Regions from separate parts of the Arachis hypogaea genome. Here region 1 is linked to region 2. Evidence: chromatin contacts called from public Hi-C data. All regions are on one chromosome and are shown on one strand. Each heading gives the region's core, a stretch centred on a gene start, on an enhancer-like site or on the middle of the called end of the contact. The rest is flanking DNA. Distances are from core to core; before and after follow the strand shown.

The links. A called contact is a pair of places that touch in the nucleus more often than the background predicts.
Region 1: a Hi-C map of an unstated tissue shows a contact between it and region 2, with 5 times the contacts expected there. The contact joins the enhancer-like site here to the promoter of LOC112750530 in region 2. A contact is called at or near these places in 2 of 8 Hi-C or Micro-C datasets (leaf and an unstated tissue).

Annotation. Positions count from the first base shown.
Region 1 is chr15:120,160,988-120,168,075 of arahy.Tifrunner.gnm2.J5K5, forward strand. LOC112750532 (receptor-like protein 4) reads left to right here. Exons shown (of 9, transcript XM_025799299.3): 7 at 778-855; 8 at 1,503-1,708; 9 at 4,596-5,330. The coding sequence ends at 4,705. Among protein-coding and RNA genes, the nearest start is that of LOC112750532, 9.2 kb to the left of the region's middle. Within about 2 kb of position 4,629, at least 1 of the 3 cell types and tissues checked has open chromatin away from gene starts, as enhancers often do.
Region 2 is chr15:119,657,412-119,664,622 of arahy.Tifrunner.gnm2.J5K5, forward strand. It overlaps LOC112750530 (serine/threonine-protein kinase STN7, chloroplastic), which reads left to right and starts at 5,281. Exons shown (of 10, transcript XM_025799297.3): 1 at 5,281-5,923; 2 at 6,294-6,377; 3 at 6,763-6,882; 4 at 7,027-7,125. The coding sequence starts at 5,480.

The sequences.
Region 1 (7,088 bases), core at 3,379-5,878, 500 kb after region 2:
TTAAAGGGAAGAGACTGCTGTACTTAATTGAAAAATGACTTGCTATTTTAGTTTTGATTCTCATATAATAGATGTAAGGTTTGGGATTGTTGGTCACGGGAAAGCCACGGAGGGAAAAGAAAAGGTTAAATTGATATGGTAATCCTACAATAAACAACTCAGGTTTTGAGAAAATTTACTCATAGATTGGCCTCTCTTTTGAAAATTACAACCAAGTGTTATGTTACCAAAGGGGTCTCCTAGATGGACTTAGTGGTACAATTGAAGTGTATCAAAAAGAAAAGGTCTGACAGACCTATCTAAAATAAGGTTATGTATAATTATTTCTCCAAGAATTTTCTTTGGCATACTTTATATCCTTTTATCTAAGTTCTACCTGGATATTGCTTTTCCAGTATAAACTTTGGCCTGATTACTGCCTTTGCAGCAGAGTTAGAGCTACCTTATCATATTAAGAAAAGCTGCCACATATTTGTAAAGAAAGGGTTAGTCAGCAGTGCTTTAAACTAAATCTTAGTATGAGTATGGTGAGAATGAAAAGCAATATCCTGTGTTTAACTTTGCTTAGTCCTTAATTAAGCTGATTTTGGGTGTTACAAGCTAAGACCATTCTATGTATATATTCCCATTAAGGAGAGGATGGACAATTAATACTTAATCTCTACTACAGTCTTAAATGGTTGTCTTTTCATCCAGGAGACTCTTTTTTTGCTCAATTAAGTTATCTATTTATTTATTATTCATTTATTTTTTTCATAATCCATTCTATCATGACAGGCTATTGAATGGTAACTTATTGGAAGGACGAGTGCCGGAGGAACTTTATTCGATTGGTGTCCATGGTGGAGCTATTGAGTATGTCACTTTAATCTGATAGCCTTTCTATCAAGTTCTGCATAATGCTATTTAACATATGTAAACAATTCTATCTTTTACTATATCTGTATGTTTTTGTAATCTGGAAGAAGAGCCACATAATCCCTTCTAGTCTTGAGTATCCTCTGACATCAGCATTGAATGCTAAACTTAGCTAAATGGACACCGCCATTGCCCAATGTTGGCTATATGGCCATTTTGGTGTTAGCCTGAAGTGAATTTGATGAGTTGCAAGATCACTTTTTAAACTGAATTTACCCTCTTTAAAATAAGAAGAAAAAAAATGACTAGCTTCACCAAAAAAAAAAAAAAAAAAAAAAAAACTACAGAAAAAGTTGAAAAAGAACAGGCCTTTTTTAAATGGGGGAGTACTTGGAATTGTGCGTCTATGAAGAATACGGATAAAATTTGTATTTTGCAATCCATTGAGACATGGAGACTTCTTTGATACCCTGATCATCGTAATACTCTTTGATTAATCAGTGGCTCACAGTCATGAAGCTACCAGAAATAATCAATTATTTATTTTGGAGGTTGGGGGAGGGGTGGGGGGAAATTGAACTTTAAACCCATTTAGAAATAATGTTTACACACGTTTTTTTTTTGTTTGATTGTTTTTGGCTCAGTCTCTCCAGCAACAAAGGTTTGTGCGGTGTTCCAACCTTGCCATCCTGTCCTATATTTTGGGAGAATGGAAGGTTATCTACTCAGGGTAAAATTGCAATAGGCTTGTCATGCTTTTTTGTTTTCTGTGTGGTGGTGCTGCTGGTCTTTGTCTTCATCAGGAGGAGAAGAAATGATTATGACTTTGCTCTGCCTCATGAATTAACATGTAAGTCTAATTTTAACGAGATTCTTCCATCTAGCTTTAATGTTTTTGGGGACGCTAACTATGGTATCTGTTCCTCTGCCAAGCTTGTTTCCTTGGTTTTGTTTTGTTCTTGTTTGTGTGTGTGCGTGCGTTTTTCATTTTTTTTTTTTTTGTGTTTTTACACATGAGAACTCAGGTAAAATTTATACTCACTCTTACCCTGCAACCAACATACCTAACAGATAAAAAAGTGAGGGAATATTTACACAGGATTAGAGGATACGGTCCAGTCCTTAAAGAGAACCGGTAAAGAAAAGGAAACCAATAAAAATAAAACGGGGGAATGAGCTCTCAAATCCCAGAAAAAGATTTGTTGGTGCTTCATTGTTTTGCACTAATGTTGCACACTTGCACAATTAGAATGACAGTTGGATCATAGGCTGAGATTTGATGGCTCTTAAGTGGTGACACTTATTCCTCACATTTTGGTTTCAATTTTATGTATTTGTTTTCTATCTAGTACATTGATCCTAAATATTATTCAAAATTATTGTCATTGCTCCCCCTTTTTCTTTCCTCCTATGAAATTGAGGACGTTAATATGGTGGAAAGGAGGTTGAATCGAGAATGTTCTCTTGCCAAGACTTCGGCATTTAATGCTGGACAATGTAATCGCTGTATTACACTTGTGGTTAGTTCTCCAACAGGTGGTGCAATATTCTTGGAAGGAGCACTTAAAGATTGATAAGAGTAGTGTAGCCATAACTGAATTAGTTGAGCAAGAGAATGGTTAGTGAGCTCACATAGTTAGTTAGAGTATCACTAGTCTCTCCTTTGTAATCAGATTAATCATTCATGCAATTGAGATACTTTACTTCCTTTCCAAGAAACTTACAATTCTGTGATTCATCTCTGATCAAGATCATACACTTGCTGATTCATATATTCAACTCTTGAAATCTAACAAAGATCATCTCATATGGGACTCATCAAAGCTTCATGAGTTTGTTTTTGTCACCTGATAAGCTGGATGCAAATCAGATTGGGATTTTCATGTTGCTTCTTGCTACTTTTGTGATAATTTAGTGAAATAGAGGACGTTAATATGGTGGAAAAGAGAGAAGTAACGAAAAAAAAAAAAAGTGGAGTAATGATAAATCACACATAAAGCTGGGTTCAAAATGTGAGAAATAGGGGCCATTAATTAACAGCCTTTAGATCTCCAAACTTATGCTTTAACGGTTACTGTAATTGCACACCATCATTAGTGCAAAAAAGAACCAATGAATCTTTTACCGTCAATCCTTTTGCATATGTTAAATGATTAGATTGGGTAGTGATCACTACAAATATGTTATGAAAAGGACGACTCCCATAACAAATAGAGGGGTAAAAAACTTGATTAAAGACAGACATTCCTTCTCAACCACAACAAACATCAGAAGCAAAGTCTTATCCATAGGTGATATCTGTTACATGGATTAAATAATGCTATTGTGTCCTATCATATGTCATCTTTCAAGTGAAACTGTTTACATATAAATCTCTTTTGACCATCTTGTACATGGTTCGTTTAGGTCTTCTTCCATCTTTTGCCACTTATCTATCTTCTATTTGAGTCACCCTCTTAATTGAATACTCTACCAATCTTCTCTGCACATGTCTGAAACACCTAACACGGGATTCTACCATTTATGCAACAATAGGTGTTATTCCAACTTTTTCTTCTTATATCCTCATTCATTATTCTTTCCATATGTATTTGGCCGCTCATTCATCTAAGCATCTTCATCTTTTCCACACTAAGATATAGATTATTTTGTAGATAAATGATAATATCTTGATATTTTATAGATATCAAAGTACAAACTATTTTTTCAAAATATTTTTAATATCTTTTTTAATTATATAAGGAATTTTAGATATTTTGTATTAATAATTAAAAATGCATAATATTTCTATAAACATTTCAAGAATATAGGTCAAGAATAAGCTTTAATATGCCGGCAAAATTGGAATAAGTTATGAATTTACACATATTAGTCCCTCGAAAGAAAAATTTAGAAACACTTTTATCCTATTTGTTGTTACAAAGGATTCTTCTAGAATTTAGATTTATTTTCTTATTGAAGATTGAAGAGGACTCTATTCGAATATTATGTTACCTATTTGTTAGTTCAATAGCTAGAAAAGTCTCTCTCTCTCTCTCTCTCTCTCTCTCTCTCTCTCTCTCTCTATATATATATATATATATAACACCTGCTTCAAGAGTATGACTTACTTTCAGTGTAACTCTGTGCTTAGAAAAGAATGTTTGTGATAAAAAATGCATAATAGGTTTGTGATTCCAGATCCACTATCAAAGCCACCAGAAATACTTACAACTGTTGCTAGATTTCTTAGCTGGGATTCTTGTTGTTCCCTGATCTCTTAGTTTCTTGCACATATTTTCTACAATCTTTTACTGAACTGTTACTACTTCATGCTTTGATATTTGACATGCATGACCTGAATTTTCAACATTGTGCATTGTCAACTATCTTCAAAGTAGAAGCCATCTAAAGTACACTTTTACCGAATTGTATTGTCTTCAAATGAAAATGTTAAGCCATCTAAAAATGATTGATTTGACAGAGCTTGGTATATCTATTCAGTTTTACTATTTTGATGACTCTCCAACCAATCAACTTATCAACCACCCCTGTGGAATGTGATTACAGACACAAAAAAATAAATAGTAAAATAAGATAAAATAAAATAAGCCCCTGCAAAATCACATCACACGGGATTTGTGAGTAGTTGTTTGGATTGTTGTCAAAGTGAGTCGCAGAAATAGCATTAGTGATATCTTTTATTTCTTTAATCAATCCTATTCTAACTGTTGACTATTATGTTGTTTCTTTTGCAGCATTAGCCGCCAAGAGAAACAGATACCAGAGGCAAAAGTCATTGATGCTTCTTGAGATGGAGAGTCAACATGCCAAGGGATTGGTAGCCTCACCCTACACTCAACAATAACCCTTTCCAAATGAAATTGCCCAAGGAAGGATTGATTTTCATATTTTTCGGCTAAACATACACACCAACACAGCCTATGGGAGATTGAAAGCCTTACTCCATCAATCGTTGGCCACGATGTGACTAAACATGCGGCTTTCGAATAACCAAAAAAAAAAAAAAAAATGGCTCTGGGATTTGCCTTTCCCGTTTCACTGTCTCATCAAGGATTCTAGAATCCACTTGTTATATATGTGTTGCTTTGTGTCACATTTTTTTGACCAATCACATGAAGGCATATTATATACAATATTATATTGCCTTTTATGTCAATACCCGTCTACTGCTTCTGCTGAATGTGTAATGGGAACAAACAAAAAGTTTAAGCATCTATGGATGAAATTTGACCAAGTTAGAGTCCATTCTTTTTTTTATACTCATTTGATCTGTGTAGCTACTAGATTTTTCTTTTTTTATTAATTGTGAATTTGTGATGTAATTGTCTTTTTTTATTAATTGTGAATTTGTGATGTAATTGTGTAGCTAAAGTAGCAGTGACTGGATTTTGTTGTACGATGTATTTTAAGCTTCTGTTATAGTAAATAAAGCTAACGGAGAAATCTCAATACATTTCTTTGAGATAAAACTTAGAGTTTGATTTGCTGAAGATTCGAGGTATAATTCTTGAGTTTTTTTGGGATTTTACTGAGGTAGCATTATGCTAAGATATATACTCACATGTAATGTCTTATCGGTAAGGTTATAAAAATTTGATAAGTAGAAGTTTAAAAGTTCAATTGAAATTCAATTTAAGTATAATAAAATAATATATTTATATATAAAATGTATAATTTAAAAAAATTGATTGTTTATTTATTATTTTAAATCGGTTAATTATTAAGTTTGATTGGTTATAGACTTTTTTTTTTTTTTAAATTTTTGATCAAATTTTTGTCAAACATTTTTATTTTGAACCGGACTCAATTAGAGGTTAGTATATACTTGGGGGATGTCTCTCTCCCCCAAAATTAAAAATTTAAGTGTATAAAAGCCTTTACTTTTTAGGTTAGCTATCCTAATTTTAATTTTTTTCATTTTTCTAGGGTTATATTTTTCATATTGGCCATTTTTAAAAAATGCTCTAGCTTTGTCCTTAACCAGACTGGTCTAGTGGTTGATTTTATATTCAGTGGATTGAATATATTCCTCTTCATCCAAACAATTAAAGGAAAAATAAACTTCCACTCCACTTTTTTTTCTCTTCCTTTCATCTTTTTCACTTAGTTCCATCCATCCAAACAAAGCCTTAGAGAGAAGTATGTTCCACATGTGGAGAGGATTGGTGTGATGGCTATGGTTCAATTATTTTCTTGTAATTTGTTTAAGGTTATTGAGTCACATAGTACAATGTTAAGTGTTAACTAGCCATTTAGAGTTAATAATTAAATTAGTCTCTGAAAGATAAGCCATTCTTTAAATTCGTTCCTAAAAGATTTTTTCAATTAAATTGGTCTTTCAAAGATTACGAATTAATCATATTTGTCCTTCAGTTACTCTACTCACAATTTTCGTCAACGATTGATGATGTGAAATATTAACTAATAGCATACATGACACATACCATGTTCAATTAGACGTTGACTAAATATGTTTACGAAAATTTATCAATTTAGTCACTAGGTCATATTGGAAATAGAATTTTTGTAATTGGAGAAAATGACTAAATTAATAAATTTTCATAAACATATTTGGTCAATATCCAATTAGATATATCATGTATTATATATGTTATCAATTAACGTTTTACACTATCAATCTTTAAAGAAAATTGTTAATAGAGTGACTGGAAGACAAATATGATTAATTCACAATCTTTGAAGGACTAATTTGATTGAAAAAATATTTCAGGAATAAATTTGAAGAATGTCTTATCTTTCGGGGACTAATATGACTATTAATCCTAGCCATTTATTTGTGATCGATTATTTATACACATAAGTATTTTATTAGCTAGATTGGTGGCAAAATAACTAACATGATTCATGGTTATAACATTGAGGGACCAACTAAATATATTTAAATCTCGAGAATCAAACTGATTATCAAGTAAAACTTCAAAGGCCAAATTTAAGCTTTTCTCGTGTTAGGTTGGTATAATACTATTGGAAACATTTCAAGTGCACCGGGAATACCAGTGCACCAGTTGTTTTAACCGTTGATCTGAATTATAAAAAATATATATAATATATTGTTACAGATCCGAGCCACGGATCCTGGACCCGGGACTACACCCAAACCCGGCTTCCCAGGTCCGACCCGCACCTCTCTCCTAGAAGGCCCGAAACCGGCCCTCCAGAGCTCCTAACCAACTTTCGAATTCAAACGTCTACCTTATTTTAGCCAA
Region 2 (7,211 bases), core at 4,031-6,530:
GAGATTCATTTTGTAACTCATGACATTTTTTACATTTCATATTGTATCTTCTACAGCATGAGCCTCTAAACCCCATAGGTAGGGGTGAGGAGCTCTGCTGTGTTTTAATGGATTAATGCAATTACTACTGTTTTCTATTCAATCACGCTTGATTCTATTCTAAGATACTCACTTGTACTTCAATCTAGAGAATATGATGATTCGTAACACTCATCATTATTCTCAATTCTATGAACGCGTGCCTGACAACCACTCCCATTCTATCTGAGCTCAACGTAGTCATTGGGTGACAGCTTGAGTGCGTATCTCTTGGGTCTCTAATCCACGGACCGAGTCCGTGGGATTAGAATCTTCGTGGTAGAGGCTAGAACCAATTGGCAGCATTCCTGGGATCCGAAAAGTCTAAACCTTGTCTGTGGTATTCCGAGTAGGATCTGGGAAGGGATGACTATGACGAGCTTCAAACTCACGAATGTTGGGCGCAGTGATAGTGTGCAAAAGGATAGAGAGATCCTATTCCAACACTAGTGAGAACATACAGATGATTAGCCGTGCGATAGCTGTATGACGAACAGAACTCTCGCGCGGTCTAGAATTTTCACAATTAAGTTCTCGTTGCAAGTATAGCTTCTAGACTGACAAGAAATCCTTTCGTGCAAAAGTTTTGGTTGTCACAAGTAACAAACCCCTAATGAAATTGATAACCGAAGTATTTAAACATCGGGTCATCTCTCAAGGAATTGCAGGGAGGTGTATTTATTATTGGTTATGGAAGATTATCTTTTTGGGGTTTTTGAATAATGAACAGGAAAAGTAAATTGCAAGAATTAAAATAATAACTAATAAAGCTCTTAGCAAGATATGAAAATTGGAAATCCCATCCTAGTTATCCTTATCAATTGTGATGAGAATTGTTTATTGCTCCCTCTTAGTTAACCCTTACTAAATAAAGAAAAGTCAAGTGGACTAATCAATTTGATTCCTCAAGTCCTAGTCAACTTCTATGGAAAGACTAGCTTTAGAGGGATCCAAATCAACCAGCAAATTCCAATTATCAATCAACAATGGAGTTTGATAACTCAAGTGTCACCAATTAATCAGTTTAAGCTAAGAATGTAAAAAGCTAAATTAAAATCATAAATCTGGAATACCTCAATTTGCATTAAACAAAAATTCAAATCTAACATAAAGAGTTCATAAGCCAATTTGGCAATATAAGTAATTACCAAGAGAAATAAAGAAACCAAAGTATTAGAATAAATAAAAGTAGAAGAGAAACATAAATTAAAGGAACATTGAACCTGGAATTGAGGAGAAATAATCCTAAAACTAAGAGAAATCATAAATCCTAAAACCTAGAGAGAGTAGAGAGCCTCTCTCTCTAGAAAACTACATCTAAAACCTAAGATTGTCAATTATGAATGTTGTTCTAATGAATGAATGGATTCTCCCACTTTATAGCCTCTAATGTGTATTTTCTGGGCCAAAAACTGGGTCAGAAACAGCCCAGAAATTGTCCCCAGCAATTTCTGATACGTCCCGCACGCAGCACTGTCACGCGTACGCGTCGTCCACGCGTATGCGTGGATTGATTTTTCTCCAGGTCACGCGTGCACGTGATCCACACATGGGAGTCACCTATCTTTAAGGCAGCTATGGTAAATTATATATCGTTGCGAAGCCCTGGATGTTAGCTTTCCAACGCAACTGAAACTGCCTCATTTGGACCTCTGTAGCTCATGTTATGACCGTTTGAGTGCGAAGAGGTCAGGCTGGACAGCTTAGCAATTTCTTCAACTTCTTGTATTCCTTCCACTTTTGCATGCTTCCTTTTCATCCTCTAAGCCATTCCTGCCTTATAAATCCTGAAATCACTTAACACACATATCAAGGCATCGAATGGTAATAAGAAGGGATTAAACATAGCAAAATTAAGGCCAAAGAAGCATGTTTCCAATCATAGCACAAGATTAGGAAGGAAAATGTAAAACCATGCAATTAGTATGAATAAGTGTGCAAATACTTGATAAAAACCACTCAATTGAGCACAAGATAAACCCTAAAATAATGGTTTATCACTGTACCTGGTATTTTTCATCTGAGACGAGAAATTCGACAGTTGATTAGCCGTGCAGAAACCGTACCTAGTATTTTTCATCTGAGAGGATCATACAGCTTGCCATTGAAGGAAGCCATGCGTGTTTGGAGAAGAAGACAGTAGAAAAGCAGAGATTCAGACAACAGAGCATCTCTGAAACCTCAACCTGTTCCTCATTACTGAATCACAAGTACTATTTATTTCATGTTATTTACTTTTCATAAACAAAATCATTCTTATCATTAATCTCCTGACTAAGATTTACAAGATAACCATAGCTTGCTTCAAGCCGACAATCTCCGTGGGATCGACCTTTACTCACGTAAGGTATTACTTGGACGACCCAGTGCACTTGCTGGTTAGTTGTGCGGAGTTGTGAAAAGTATGATCACAATTTCGTTCACCAATGAACACGACTAGAGGAGAACGACAAAGGCAATGCAAATCAACAACAAAAGAATGACGATAGGGTTTCAGGGTTTAGAGTTTTAGGGTTTATGGGTTCATGGTTCAGTGTACAGGAGTTCAGTGTGTTTCAAACTTTCGGTTCGCTCCGTGTATTAATTTCGGTTCACCGTGTTCATGGTTGAGGGTTTAGGGGCCAGGGTTCAGGGTTTTAGGAGTTTTGGGTATACAGTAGGGTTCAAGGTTTAGGGTTCAGGGTTTAGAGTTTAGCATTCAGGGTTCAGAGTTCAGTGTTCAGGGTTCGGGTACAAGTTTTAAGGTTTAGGGTTTATGGTTTAGCGTTCAGGGTTCAGAGTTCAGAGTTCAGGATTCGGGTTCAGGGTTTAGGGTTTAAGGTTTAGGTTTTAGGGTGTAGGGTTTATGGTTTAGGGTTTTAGGGATTTAGGGTTTATGGGTTCAGGGTTCAGGGTTCTGGTTTTAGTGGTTAGGGTTTAAGGTTTAGGGTTCAGTGTTTAGGGGTTCATAATTTTTTCATAAACAGGAGAGAGATTTGGATTACTCTTCTGAAACGAATTAAACTGACAAAGTTTGGATTATTCAATTTTGAATCGAATTGAATGGAATGTAATTGCTAATTTGAATTGAATTAAATGGACAGAGGTGTACTGAATTGAATTGAATTGAATTGATAATATGTAAATTGTAGGCAGCGTTATTTGAATTTGATTTTATATAATGGATTATGTTTCGTTCACTCAGTACTATACAATTGTTTCACCATGAGTACTGTGTTCGGTTCACCATGAGTACTGTGTTCGGTTTATTCTGCAGAAAGCTGTTTGAATTTGATTTTATATAATGAATTATGTTTCGTTCACTCAATACTATACAATTGTATTGTGTTCGGTTCACCATGAGTACTGTGTTCGGTTCATTCTGCACTATTCAAAACTCTTCTTCCTCACCTTCTACTGCTTCTTCACCAGAGAGAGAAGGAGGAAAAGATAAAAAAAATACAGCAGCAACAAGAACAAAAGAATGACGATAAGAAGAAAACACGTGAAGAAGAAGGAATGTAAAAAAGGAGGAGAATGAGGAACGCGAAGAAGAAGGCGAAGAAGAAGAAGACGCTCCGTGCGTAAACGAACGTGAAGAAGAAGAAGAAGAAGACGAACGTGAAGAAGAAGAAGAAGAAGAAGAAGAAGAAGAAGAAGAAGAAGAAGAAGAAGAAGAAGAAGAAGAAGCGTGGGGGAGAAGAAGCGGTGGGCAAGAGCGATTTTGTGTGTGTTGGGCGCGTGTATTTCACGTTTCATTTAATGGTATTGATTTTTTTGGTATTGGGCTAACTTAATTATATGGTTACAAGGATGTGTAGCATTTCTAATAAATAAATATTATATTATAATTACTTTACTAAACTAAGGTCATTACCATACTCGATGCAATCTGTAGCTGAAATTTATGATGCACGTTCTCTGAGCTGCGGGACTCACTGCTGAACTCTCCTGGTACAAGCTGCAACGGTTGAATAGCTCCTCACGCATGAACGGCACAGCAGTTCGCACCAAAGCGGGACACGTTTCACCAGCACCACAGAATTTTCCATTTAGTATCTATCCGTGACCGATATTATTCCTTAATCCATTTCCCAAAATCCTCAGCCACAATAAATAGTTAAATACTGAAATAATAACTATCAATATGCAGATATAATAAATATAAATATAACACACACACACAATAATCGTATAATAAAGATTTAAATCAGAGATTATAATATAAGAAAATTTTTTTACCTGATTGAATTTTCTAATATCTATTATATTTTTTATCGTCTCGTTATTTAGTAATGATATATGGTTTTAATCAATACAAATTAAAGTGATAGGAGAAAGATTTATATGTTTCCTAGAATATATTTAATTCATCTCGAAATCAATTACAATTATTCATACTCATATATTAATTTAAAAATTATGTTAAATAAATAGAAATGTGTGATTATATTTAATATTTATTTGAGTGAAGTTTTAAAAAATTTGTTTCAAGTAATATTTTTAAAAATCTTTTAAAAAATTAAAAATAATTTTATATTTAAATATTTTATATAAAAATATTTTTTTATTTAAAAATTAATTTTTTGTGTTCATCTAGTAACGGTGATAATAATACTAAACAAAATATAAAAATTATTAAAAAAATTTAAAATTATTATGTCTATTTATTAAAAAAATTAAAAAATTATTATTTAATTTAAAAAATATAAAAATAAATAATTTTTAAAAAATTAAGACTTACTAAAAAAATAAATTAAACAAAATTTAGACAAAAATTTATAGACACTGTAGAATTGGTAATACTAAGTGCATGTTTGGGCGCTATTATTTTGTTAAAAAAAGATCTTTTTTCAATAAAAAAAGATCTTTTTTTATTTTTTAACGTGTTTGGTAAATTTCTAGTAGTAAAAGTAAAAGCACTAGTAAAATAAAAAAAAATCTTTTTTGAGAAGCTGTAATTTACATCTTTTTTTAAAAGATCTTTTTTCCTTAAAAAAAAAATATTTTTCATGTAATAAATAAAAAAAAGTATTTTTATATTGTTATACCCAAACATAATTGATTGATAAAAAGACCTTTTTATATGAGATATCCAAACATAAAATTACTTTTACTTCTCCATAAGATCTTTTAAAAAAAGATAACTCGAAAAAAGATATTTTTTAAAAAACTCACCCAAACAAGCCCGATAAGAAGTATATAATGAAAACTTGAAAAGTTAAAACAAAAGAAAAATGAATTGTTCCCTCACTGTTGTTGATTTGATATTAGTGTTTGCAATTTAAAATAAACAAAAAGGAAATCAAAAAATGAAAAAGAAACTTGTGGTCTAAAACGGAAGGAGAAAAGAAACAATGAAGTGAAGTTCTCCGCCATTTTTTCTACCACAAAGCCAGGAAGTGTAAACTGAGGAACTGGCATGGCCACTGTAGCAACAAGTGGAATAGGAGCAGGGTTAACAAAGCTCCAAGCAAACAAAGGAAAGCACAACAAATCCCTCTTTCTGGGCCATGGATTCAGAATCAAACCTTCTTCTCTACCATGCAGCAGTAGAAAGAAGCCTCCTTTTCAAGTGTTTGCATTAGGTGGTGGTGGTGGTGCAAGTGAATGGGTTCTTGATTCCATTCACAACCTCTTTGTGGGTGTTGGGGTTGGTCTCCCTTGCACTGTGATGGAGTGTGGGGACCTAATTTATAGGAGCACACTACCAAAGTCAAATGGGTTGACTCTTACAGTTCCTGGTGCGGTTCTTGCTTTGAGTGCTCTCTCTTACCTTTGGGCCACACCTGGGGTTGCACCTGGTTTCTTTGACATGTTTGTTCTTGCTTTTGTTGAGAGATTGTTCAGACCCACTTATAGAAAGGTCACTCAGTTCAACTTCATTTCTTTTTCTTTATGTTACTTTAGCCAATTCTTATTTTCATTCTATAATATCTCTTATTTCGTTACTTATATAGAAGTAAAAATTATGGTTGATTAATTAGTACTTCACTGTTAAGAATTTACATTACTTTTGATTTTAGTATATGTCCATTTAGCTAGAGTGCACCATGGATAATGCTACTATAAAATATTTAGATGTTAATGGTTTAAATGTTAAATATGACCCACTACTTGTTTGATTCATCGCGTCATGACTCAACAATGCTTGGTTCATATAGGTTAATTGTTAATATTGCTTCTGCTCTTGATTGTAACTGTTATTGCTGACGTTGGTTTATTGTTTTTGGCAGGATGACTTTGTTGTGGGCAAGAAGTTAGGGGAGGGATCCTTTGGAGTAGTTTATAGAGCAACACCGTCCAAGCCCTCTTCAAAGGTATTAATTAATTACTATTCTATTTGGAAGCTACTATGGTCCTTTGCAGATCCTATGTTAATGCAGGATGCTTGTGGGCTGCCTATTTGGAAGCTACTAGAATAATGGAGTTTCTCACTTATGTTTTTTTTGCCTTAGTTGGTTCTTGCTTGCATTTTTCATGGTGCACTTTACTAGATCATTGAATTTTCATGTCATTTGTTTATGAATTTTTTTTTTTTTTTGAAAACGGTGTCATTTTAAGTTTAATTGCTCATGAATATCATGCTTTCAAGAAACAAAAATGAGTGGCATATGTGCCTCAGCACCTGTGAGATTTAGAAATGTTAGATTGCTTGAATAGTATTGGTATGACTTATGCTTCTATTTTGGTTCTCAATGGAAGGAAGGTGACTTAGTCTTGAAGAAAGCTACTGAATATGGTGCCGTAGAAATTTGGATGAATGAGCGCGTACGGAGAGCTTGTGCAAGCAGCTGCGCAGATTTTCTATACGGGTTTCTTGAGGTGTTGCTCAATTAAAACTACTACTTCTTCATGAACTTCACTATCATAGTTGTATGGAGAAATTAAAGACATTTTTCAGTTACATAAGTTCACAGTTTAGTTTTAGTTATAGCAGTTGTCCTCATAATCACAAACCATTTGCAGAGCTCTTCAAAGAAGGCTCCCGAATACTGGCTTATATGGCGGTTTGAAGGGGATGCTACCCTAGCTGACTTGCTGCAGAGTAGAGAATTTCCATACAATGTTAGTAGTCTCGTTACTCGTCGTGATGCAAATCATCAATTTTAATAGTATTAAGTATTAACCTTACAATTTTCTGATAAAGTAGT